2 separate regions of the Mustela erminea genome follow, and region 1 is linked to region 2. The links are chromatin contacts, called in public Hi-C maps. All regions are on one chromosome and are shown on one strand. Each heading gives the region's core, a stretch centred on a gene start, on an enhancer-like site or on the middle of the called end of the contact. The rest is flanking DNA. Distances are from core to core; before and after follow the strand shown. Region 1 overlaps ZMYND8 (protein kinase C-binding protein 1). Region 2 has its middle 16 kb from the start of ZMYND8.

Region 1 (5,307 bases), core at 111-2,610, 84 kb after region 2:
CTTTTTGGAGGATCCAGAGCTATGAAGGATGGAAACTAAATCAAGATTAATTGGAGAAAACTTCTCTCAGCTCTCCCTACACAGATGGTTAAAGAGTGTTTCCTGACGTCATCAGGCTTTGCTATTTTGGTGTTGCTACATAAGGAGTCTGAAGTTCTGGGATATGGTAGCAGATTGACATAGCAGAGTCTGGTTTCAGACATTTCTCTGGGCCTCTTCTTTGATGGGAATTTCCCTTTCAGAATGACATTTCCCATGGAGACAGACAGCGAGACGATGCATCTCGTGTCATTTGCCAGAATGTCCTGAGTGGGTTCACATCCGTGGTGACAGAATGAAGTCACATTTATATTTAGTTCTCTACCATCCCTTGGATTCTTTCTGCGGGGAAGACTGTCCTTTTCCATCAGTGATGTCACTGAGTTCATGCCCTGTCAGTTTCCTGAAAGGTAGCCCAGAATGCTGAGAGGATCAAGTTAAGCGAATGATTCATTGTGTGCAGAGATCACCCTAAAACCATTAGTGGTCTTTCCTTTCACATCCCATTCTTGGAACCCACAGCTGTGATCCTGATGATTTTTCAGGTTTCTGCTCACCGCCTCCTTTCTCAGGTTATGTCATCTTTGTGAGCAAAAAACACTTCCAGATAAGGTCATCATCTGTGGATTACTGGGTCTCTTCATTTTTATCCACTGACCCAATGTATGGTCAAGCTGGATTGGAGTCTTTCTCCAGCGAAACAACTAGTCTCGTTTGAATGGGAGAGACTTTTTATTATGAGCTGGTTTGAAAAGTAGGAGGAAAGGGAACTTTGTACAGGGATAGTAACTTTCTTCTAACTGAAATTTGTGTGATTTTGACTTGTAGAAGATTACAGTAGCAGAATGCATCGAGACTCAGAGTAAAGCCATGACCATGCTCACCATCGAACAGTTATCCTACCTGCTCAAGTTTGCCATTCAGAAAATGAAACAGCCAGGGGTAAGAAGAAAGTTCCTCTTGGTATAAGTGTAAATGGAAAATAGTGACTTTTGTTCTTCTCTGTTAACGTTCTTGTTCTGAGTAGTCTTTGCTTTCCAGACACCTGTGCATACTCTTCAGATCTTTTTATGTGCCCGGCTCAAATACCTAAAAATTAAATATAAAGTACAATGACATTCAGTTAATTCTCTGTAGCGAGCACTGCATGTTCCTGATGAGTTTAACTGGGGAATGACATGCAGTAGAAAGTTGGTGGGGATTTAAAATTCTGATTGGTTGTGAAGTGAAACCTCCTACCCAGACCCTGTTGGGTAAGGAGCTCCTGTGCTGCTTCCCTTGGGAAGTAGTAAATTCCATTTCAGTGAGACAGCAGAGTACAGCTCGATTTGTTGGTAATCAAAGTGTGGTGATGGAACCTCCAAGTGCAGTTCAACCAGTGAGACTCCCATAAAGGGTGAGATTCAGTTCATTCCTTCAATTTTGAAATAGGATTTGATGGACAGCCTTTGCCTCTTAAGGAAATCCAGATGAGAAAGTAAGGCTGCCATATTTAGCTTGCATGCCCTGGTTCCTAGTGGTTACCCGCCCCAGAGTCCTGGGCACATCACAGTCATGATGGTTTTAGTGTTTTTGGTGACCTTTTCTAGGAGGATGACCGTAAAATGCCTCATTCTTAAAAAGAATATGGTGTGGCCATATAAGCAACATGTTATGACATTCTTTGTGCAGACCAGTCTAGAGAAACTTTAAGGGTAGGGTTTTCCCTTTCCCATTTGCACAGAGGGAGAATATGAGCTAGTGGTGACCCTTTGTTAAACTCTCCAGAGTCTGCTTTCTATGTCAAGGGAATATGCAGCCCTGTAGAACCTCCAGGGTATCGAGTAGACACTGGCTTAATTTCTTAAAAATTACAAAACAAAAAAACAAAAACCACAAGCTTTTGTTTAGAGATTATATTCTGAAATTTGATACCATGAAAAAAATTCAGAGCATGCCAATTGGGTGTTGCTAAATCGGGAATCTATTTGTCTCTGTAACAAAATCTCCGTCAATGGAAGCAGAAGCATGGATAGCCTCAGTTTGGAAAGAAAAACAACTATTTTTTTTAAACTGCAGTCTTTTCTTTTTCATATTGAGTGACAAAGAGTTACTTCCTGCTTTTCCATAGGCTAAATTATTTCTGCTGAAACTGTTGCACAAAAAGAACAGATTCATGTAGGGTTGTCAACACTGCAGACTTAAAAACCAAAGAGAAAAATCGAAGAAGGCCTTATATTCTCACATAAATTGTTTGATATAAAATCAGTTGGGGCAGAAAGTTGCCGATGATATTGAAGCATCTTTGTAACTTGCAGTGGCCACACACTGTCCTTCTGGGTAGTAGAGGGCTCCACTGACAACAAGTGGTAGCCCTTTCAGATGCCTTGCTTGGCTGTCATTTGTTTTTTTTTTTTCCTTTCTTTCTTTCTTTCTTTCTTTTTTTTTTTAAAGATTTTATTCATTTATTTGACAGACAGAAATCACAAGTAGGGAGAGAGGTAGACAGAGAGAGGGGAAGGCAAGCAGTCTCCCCGTCAAGCAGAGAGCCGATGTGGGGCTCGATCCCAGGACTCTGAGATCATGACCTGAGCCGAAGGCAGAGGCGTTAACCCACTGAGCCACCCAGGCGCCCTCTTTTGGTGTTTAATTAAATATTTTAGATAATAATTGATTTATTGATTTTGAGATTTATTCTTAAGTAATCTCTATACCCAATGTGAGATCGAGAGTCGCACGCTTTACCTAATGAGCCAGCCAGATGCCCCAACTACAAATCTTGCAGATTTTTAAATATTGATGAGTAAAAACCATCCATCAACAAACTGGGCCTTGCACTTTGAGCTGATTCATGCAGGCATGGTGCAAAGTGAAAAATTTTGACATGGTCTCTGTGTTGAATATTTGCTTCTCGAAGGAAGAGCAAAAATCTCACTTGTCTGAATTTTCCCCCCAAGTTGTAAAATATCTGTTGGCACTAAGGGGGAACTTCATTAAGTGTGTTATCTCTGGGTATGGCCACGTTTTACTGTCCATTTGTTTTGGTTATGGGTGTTTGCAGGATAATAATAAGCTTTATTCAGAGTTCAGGTCTAAGTAGCTGATGGTGTGTTGTTCTTGTGGATCTTCATAGAACAGAACTGGAACTGTTACTTGGATGTATTTTGAAAATGATACAAATAACAAAGTAGGACCCCCCTGCCGCCATGATTATTGTTAACCAGGCAGAACTAGAAGGTGAACCAGCTTAGTACTCCCCAAGATCCTTCTTTGTGGAAACCACTAGAATTCTATTGTCTGAAAAGTTGTCTCCATTTTGGAAGTACTTTGTTACTGTTAATGCTTTGTTTTCTACAGTAATGATGGGTTTGTGTCTCTGTGTGTGTGTGTCCATATTTTCTTTTATAGACAGATGCATTCCAGAAGCCTGTTCCCTTGGAACAGCATCCTGACTATGCGGAATACATCTTCCATCCTATGGACCTTTGTACATTGGAAAAGGTTGGCCTCCATCAGAGAACCTCACCATTGTAGCCACAGTTACCGAGATGACTAAAGACCCTCCCTCACTTCTTGGGCCCCATCTCAAGTTAGATGGTTTCTCTGCCTTTCCTCCGTACCCTTTTGATTTGGATGGAAGAACTCTTGATCCCTTAACTTCTGTAACATTCTTCCAAGGATTGTAATGGAGTGTTGAATTCCACTGATTAGCTCCAAATATTACTTCTGCTGCTGATTGTCTGAAAATTGACCTGAAAAAGTCACACTTCTACGAATCAGTGATTTGATTGATTTGAGTTTTACCTCCTCTTTTCTTTCTCTCAGAGGTGCTAATGAGGGCAGCAGGAAGGAGAAAAGAGAAAATTAAGTGTTTGGGAAACCTTCAGATTGCTGATAAAGATGTGGCTTCCTAGAACTTACTCTACTGTTACGGATATGCCTTTAATGCCTGAAGGTGCTTTTAAAAGTTCAGGCTACAATTCCATCCTGAAAATTACACTTGGAACATGTTAGATTGTGCATATCACCCTGGTGCTAATTTTCAAATTTTTGGCATGAGACACACGGGTAATGAAAAGCACGGATGAGGAGAACACCTTATATTGTCTTTTTTGCTGGCCCCCAAATGCTGAATGAAACCTGCTTTGAAAAATTGCACACACCCTCATGGTTTTCAAGAAAAGAAGGCATTCAAAAAAGAAAGGGTTGGAATCCTAGCTTCACAGATTAATAGCGTTGGAACTTTGCACAAGTTCCTTGGCATACCCACACCTCAGTATCCTTGTCTGTAACGTGGTGATGATAGTAAGTGTGTCATTGCGTTCTTAGTCACAAGGCTTCTGTGAGGCTGTTACAATGAATAAAAACCATGTCAGTTATTAAAATATTCTGGTTTCTTGAAAGGGGTTGCTTGATAAATGACAGCTGCTGTAAGAGGAAACAATTCAGGTTAGCGATGAATTCAGTGACTTCATTTTTATGGAGTTCTAGATCTCAAATATAATAGCATCTTGGGAAATGGGTAAAAGCATTAATTAATTTGGCAAATGACTGCTATGAAAATGATGTGGGGACGCAGGTGTTAAGTGGCTGCCGCTTGTACAGACTGAAGGGTTGTTATGCTCCTTGGCTTCTCTCCCCAGAACGCTAAAAAGAAAATGTATGGATGCACAGAGGCTTTCCTGGCTGATGCGAAATGGATTTTGCACAACTGCATCATTTACAATGGAGGTGGGTGGCTTAGGTCGCTGCTAAGAAAGACAGTGTTCATGCCGTGTGTGTTGCTCGGTCTCCCGCCCTTCCTAAAAAAATCGTGTTCTTTTTTTCACATGCCAGGGCCCAAACCTGAGAATATGTGCGTATAGATCACTAATATGTGTGAATAGGGTATGGTGACTCTGTGCATTTTAAGGGATGAGCTGGTTTCCATAGTGGCTTGTGGCCATAGGATATTGCTGACTTTTTTAGAATCTTTGTTTTAATGGAGGAATAATTACCTAGAATAAAATGCATAGATTTTGAGAGAACATTCTCTGAATTTGACAGACGTGTAACCACCTCAAATATAACTACAGCCTCAGATAAAATCTAGAATATTTGCATCTCTCTATTCTAGTCCCACTTGTTCTTTTTTTTTTAAAGATTTTTTTTTTTTTTTTTTTTTTTTTTTTTTTTAATTTATCAGAGAGAGAGAGGGGGAGAGAGCGAGCACAGGCAGACAGAATGACAGGCAGAGGCAGAGGGAGAAGCAGGCTCCCCGCCGAGCAAGGAGCCTGATGTGGGACTCAA
Region 2 (5,218 bases), core at 231-2,730:
GGCCATTTAAGGTGAACATGCACACGAGTCTTAGCATTTCTTATCCACTTGGACCCCTTCCTGTTTTTAGGTTTGTTAATTTAGCTTTACCCCCAACATGGGGCTTGAACTCCAGATCCTAAGATCAAGAGTCAAATGCTCTATCCACAGAGCCACCCAGGCATGCCCCTCTACTCTTTTTTAAAGTAAACTCTCTCAGAGGCTTGTTTTTTTGTTTGTTTGTTTTTTGTTTTAAAGATTTTATTTATTTATTTGACAGACAGGGATCACAAGTAGGCAGAGGAGGCAGGCAGAGGGAGGGGGGAGCAGGCTCCCTGCTGAGCAGAGAGCCGGATGCGGGGCTCGATCCAAGAACCCTGAGATCATGACCTGAGCCGAAAGCAGAGGCTCCAACCCACTGAGCCCCTCAGGCGCCCCTCAGAGGCTTGTTTATAGCTACTCTCTCACTCTTTCCCACCCCCGGTGCTCTCCTTGACCCACCCTGATCAGGCTGAAATAAGTATTTGTTTTTTAAAGTGAGTCAGTTTAGTGTAATTAGTAACAGAGCAAGTGGATCCTGGGTAGTAAAAAATACATCCCACTTTATTTTCAAGAACCTAGTCCAAGAGCGCCTGGGTGGCTCAGTCAGCTCAGGTCATGATCCCAGGGTCCTGGAATCAAGCCCCAAGTGGGGCTCCCTGCTCAGTGGGGAGCCTGCTTCTCCCTCTCCCTCTGCCTGCCATTCTGCCTGCTTGTGCGCTCTCTCTCTCTCTCTCTCTCTGACAAATAAGTAAATAGAATCTTTAAAAAAAAGGGGGGGGGTACCTAGTCCAAGTCCTCAAACATACATAGATAGGGGCCCCTGCCCCAGGACCTTTGCTCCTACCATTCTCAATTCCTAGAACACTCTTCACCCACATACCTGCCTCTCTCTTTCCCTCTCCTCCATCCCCCTTTTTGTTTTTTCTTTCCCTCCCTCACGTTTTTTGCTTAAGTATCATCTTTTCTGTGAGGTCCCCATCCCCTTCTTCATTTGCCTCCAGTTTTTCTTTCTTCCTTTCTTTCATCCATTCATTCCTCACTCTCTAGTGGGAGGGCATCCAGGGAGGCAGGGATCCCGTCTATTCTGTTCATTTCTGTATCTCCAGCCCCTAGAAAAGTGCGGGCACATAGTAGGCACTGGAAAATACCTACTCAATGAATACATGAAAGCAGAAATGGACCAGCTCAGCAAGCGGTCGCTGGCACTGGGAGAACAAGCTGGCCTTTTGCAGCCACTCCAGGAGGCCCAGTCCTGAAAATTCCTCAGCAGGAGTCTTGGGAAGGTCAAAAGGTGAAAGTCTGGATTGTTCTCAGCTGCGGCTTTCCCCATCTTTACCCTTTTACCCCAGCCCCCTGAGCTCCCCAGGGCCCGGTCCACCGCCCTTCCTTTACATTCCTCAGCTCTGAAGTCCCCACCCCCTTTCAACACCCGGAGTTCTTTCGGAGGACGGAATGGACTGAATAATATTTTCCATGTTCAAAACGAGGCCGAAGAATGCTGGTGACTCACGCTGGAGAGCAGGGCGCCCCGCCGGGGGAGCGTGGCGCTGTTTCCAGAACGGCCACCAGGGGGCGCCAGGCCTCCACGGAGTCGAACGCAGGCCGCTCCGCGGGGCGTTGGTGTTCCCCGCGAGGGAGACGGGAAGGCTTTTGGCGGCCGCAGTCCCGGGAGTGCCGCGCGGGTTCGGATGTGAGCTCGATCAGTGGTTCCAGAGCTCGCTATGGCGTCTGCAAAGGGATGGATGGCGCCGGGGTTGCCCTGCTTTTAGTTCTGTTCAAACCCAGCACTTCAGCAGCTTTCTGGATGCATGACCCTGGACGTGTCACTTCACTTTGGGGAGCCTATGTGACTGCCTCCGTGAAACAGTGGTAATAGTGGGACCCCATTGCTGTGAGGATGCCAGGAGAAGCACTTTGCAGGCTCTGAAGACTGATCTGAAGGGGGACTTGGTGAACCTCATTATAATCAGCTAACAGCAGCGGTTCTCAAGTGTGTTCCCTGGACTGACAGCAGCAGCAGCAGCCGCACCTGGCCTGAAATGCAAATTATCATCCCTACCCAGACCTAAACTCCCTGTCACCCCATCAGACCTTTTTCTTAAACTACGGGGTGGGTCCCTCAGTCATTGCTTAAGGGGATTCTGATGGGACTCTGGTTGATTTACAGAGATAAAGAGATTTACCCCAATTCACAGCCTTTGAGGAGGAGAGCTGGGATTGAGGGGGAGAAAAGCACATCCGTTTACTAACTGCAAAGCTGCAGTCCTGACTTGGGGTGTAATGTGTATGTGTACACACGCACACCTCTTTAGTGGCTGAAATTCAGAAATGCCCCCCCCTTTTTTAAAAGATTTTATTTATTTATTTGACAGACAGAGATCACAAGCAGGCAGAGAGGCCGGCAGAGAGAGAGGAGGAAGCAGGCTCCCTGCTGAGCGGAGAGTCTGATGCGGGGGCTTGATCCCAGGACCCTGGGATCATGACCCGAACCAAAGGCAGAGGCCTAACCCACTGAGCCATCCAGGCGCCCCAGAAATGCCCTCTTTGAGAGGTGCCTGACTTGCTCAGTGCACGGGCCTTTTGATCTCTGGGTTATGAGTTTGAGCCCCACAATTGGGTGTAGAGATTATTTTAAAATAAAATCTTTTTTTAAAAATGCCCCCTTTGGGGCACCTGGGTGGCTCAGTGGGTTAAAGTTTCTGCCTTCGGCTCAGGTCGTGATCTCAGGGTCTTGGGATCAAGTCCCGCATTGGGCTCTCTGCTCAGCAGGGAGCCTGCTTCCCCCTCTCTCTCTGCCTGTCTCTGCCTACTTGTGATCTCTCTCTCTCCGTCAAATAAATAAATAAATAAAATCATTTTAAAAAAAAAATGCCCCCTTTGAGTTCTCTTTAGAGCTAGTCTAAAGCTTTTAGTCCTCAAGAACAGTGGTTCTCAATCTAGCTGCACGTTAGAATCAGCTGAGCTCCTTGAAAAGCATATCAAGGCCTGGGCCTATCCCCAGACCAATTAATCCAGAATTTCTGGAAGCATCTGTACCATGTTGCTATTTATAAGAAAGCCTCCGTGTTTGGTAATGAGGAAAGTGCTGGGCTCGGAGAGGCCCGGGGTCAGAGCCCGCTTCGCCTACTCTCGCAGCCTGGTTTCTTCATCTGCAGAATCAGTATTGCAACAGGAGCTTCCACTGGGTCTGTAAGGAAGAAACTAGATAAACTACAGACAGCGCTTGGCCTGGGGCTTGGCTCTGGGCAGAAATGGTAAAAGGAGCAGCAAACAGAGAGGCATTTGCGGTCTGCTGTGCACAGGGCAAATCCCAGTGTGAGGTCCCTTACTAGAACCCTTCTTCATAGCCGAGGACCCAGAGACTCTGGAACACTAAATGTCAGTGGACCGGCCACTTCCTGGTCAGTCACAGTCAGGACTCATCAGCCCTGGACAGAAAAACAGAGTGAGGCCTGGAGGCTTCCAGAACCAGCATTTAAGGAGGCACGCACTCTCTGGGGCCTGCCTGTGCCACGTGGGCGCCTGACAGCCAGTGCCTCCTTAAATGTGGGGCCCTGAGCCTTGCTGGCCTCCCCCTTGTCCCCTTGCTCAAGAGTTGCTGCAGCTGATCTCAGAATGAGGGACGGGGCCTGTCCAGGCTGATTTACAGAAAAGCATACATCCTGTTACAGCAACAGAATTGTCTTCCCCTTACGAAGAGATCAAATACCTCAACACAGAAATGCACAAGTGAGTTAATGATTAATCAGCAATTTACCTCGGGCATGAAGTGTAGCCACTGGAAGAAGTTTAGATTCTGGGCCTTCCTGGCAAACTTTTCAAAGGAATACATAAAGGCACAGTGAGCCCTATATACCTACCCGTGAGTTCAGGGGTCTATGGAGAAAACAAAGGAATCCCACAGCTCCTGTCTGCACTCAAGAATTTCTTGAAATTACAGCGAAAAGCAGATTAATTTGGAGAACTCACATGTGGATTGGGTGTAGTTAGACACTCTAAGTCCCTCTGATTTACCCATACACACAGATCTACACCTTTTGCAAAGGAAAGTGTGATAAATAACTTTTTTTTTAAGATTTTATTTATTTATTTATTTGACAGCGAGATAGAGATCACAAGTAGGCAGAGAGGCAGACAGAGAGAGTGGAAGGGAAGCAGGCTCCCTGCTGAGCCCCATGCAGGGCTCAATCCCAGGACCCTGGGATCATGACCTGAGCTGAAGGCAGAGGCTTAACCCACTGAGCCACCCAGGCGCCCCAAGTAACATTTTATTTCTAAATAGGTATATTTCCCTAAACAGGCATACATTTGCACAGCACAAAACCAAAGGATTCAGAAGAGCCGAGTGAAGTCCCTCCTCTGGGGCTTCCCTGAGCCCCCCCACGCCCAGGCTCGCAGCCCCCGAAAAAACATCCTTGTGCACCTCCCGGGACTATTCTGCCCATTCTATGCGGATATGAATTTTGTAACCGAGTCTGTCCACCAACCCACTCACTCGAGCCTGTGACTCTCAGGAAAGGAGTAATGGACACTTGTCTCCATGGGTCCCTGGGTCAGCCTGGGTCCCAGTGTGCCTCTCCCAGAGCAGCTCTTTCCTACGGTGACCAACTGCCCCAGTTCCCCCAGGACTGACGGGGCCTCGGGATGTGGGATTTCAGTTTTAGAAAACTGAAACAGGGGTGCCTGGGTGGCTCAGTGGGTTAAGTGTCCGATTCTTGATTTTAGCTCAGGTCCCGATTTCAGGATTGGGAGATGGAGCCTGGAGTCGGGCTCTGCGCTGGGGGTGGGGCCTGCTGGAGATTCCCTCTCTCCCTCTCCCTCTGCCCCTCCCTGCTCGCTCGCTCGCTCTCTCAACAAAACAGCTAAAAAACAAAATACTGAAACAATCCCAAGCAAACCAGGAGGAATAGGTCTTCCCAGGCCAGGTGTCTAGTGTGATGCTAACGATTAAAGATGCATATTTTGGGACAACTGGGTGGCTGATGCATATTTTGGGACAACTGGGTGGCTGAGTGGCTTAAAGCCTTTGCCTTCCGTTCAGGTCATGATCCCAGGGTCCTGGGATCGAGCCCCGCATCCTGGGCAGCCTGCTTCTCCCTCTCCCACTCCCCCTGCTTGTGTTCTCTCTCTCACTGTATCTCACTCTGTCAAATAAATAAATAATTTTTTTTTTAAAGATGCATATTTTGCATACAGT

The links. A called contact is a pair of places that touch in the nucleus more often than the background predicts.
Region 1: a Hi-C map of fibroblasts shows a contact between it and region 2, with 3 times the contacts expected there. The contact joins two enhancer-like sites. A contact is called at or near these places in 3 of 3 Hi-C or Micro-C datasets (fibroblasts, skeletal muscle and spleen).

Annotation. Positions count from the first base shown.
Region 1 is chr7:13,148,926-13,154,232 of mMusErm1.Pri, forward strand. ZMYND8 (protein kinase C-binding protein 1) reads left to right here. Exons shown (of 23, transcript XM_032350429.1): 6 at 868-981; 7 at 3,427-3,519; 8 at 4,662-4,749. Among named protein-coding and RNA genes, the nearest start is that of ZMYND8, 68 kb to the left of the region's middle. Within about 2 kb of position 1,361, the one cell type or tissue checked has open chromatin away from gene starts, as enhancers often do. A contact at or near this core is called in fibroblasts, where this site is marked.
Region 2 is chr7:13,064,926-13,070,143 of mMusErm1.Pri, forward strand. No RefSeq gene overlaps it. Among named protein-coding and RNA genes, the nearest start is that of ZMYND8, 16 kb to the right of the region's middle. Within about 2 kb of position 1,481, the one cell type or tissue checked has open chromatin away from gene starts, as enhancers often do. A contact at or near this core is called in fibroblasts, where this site is marked.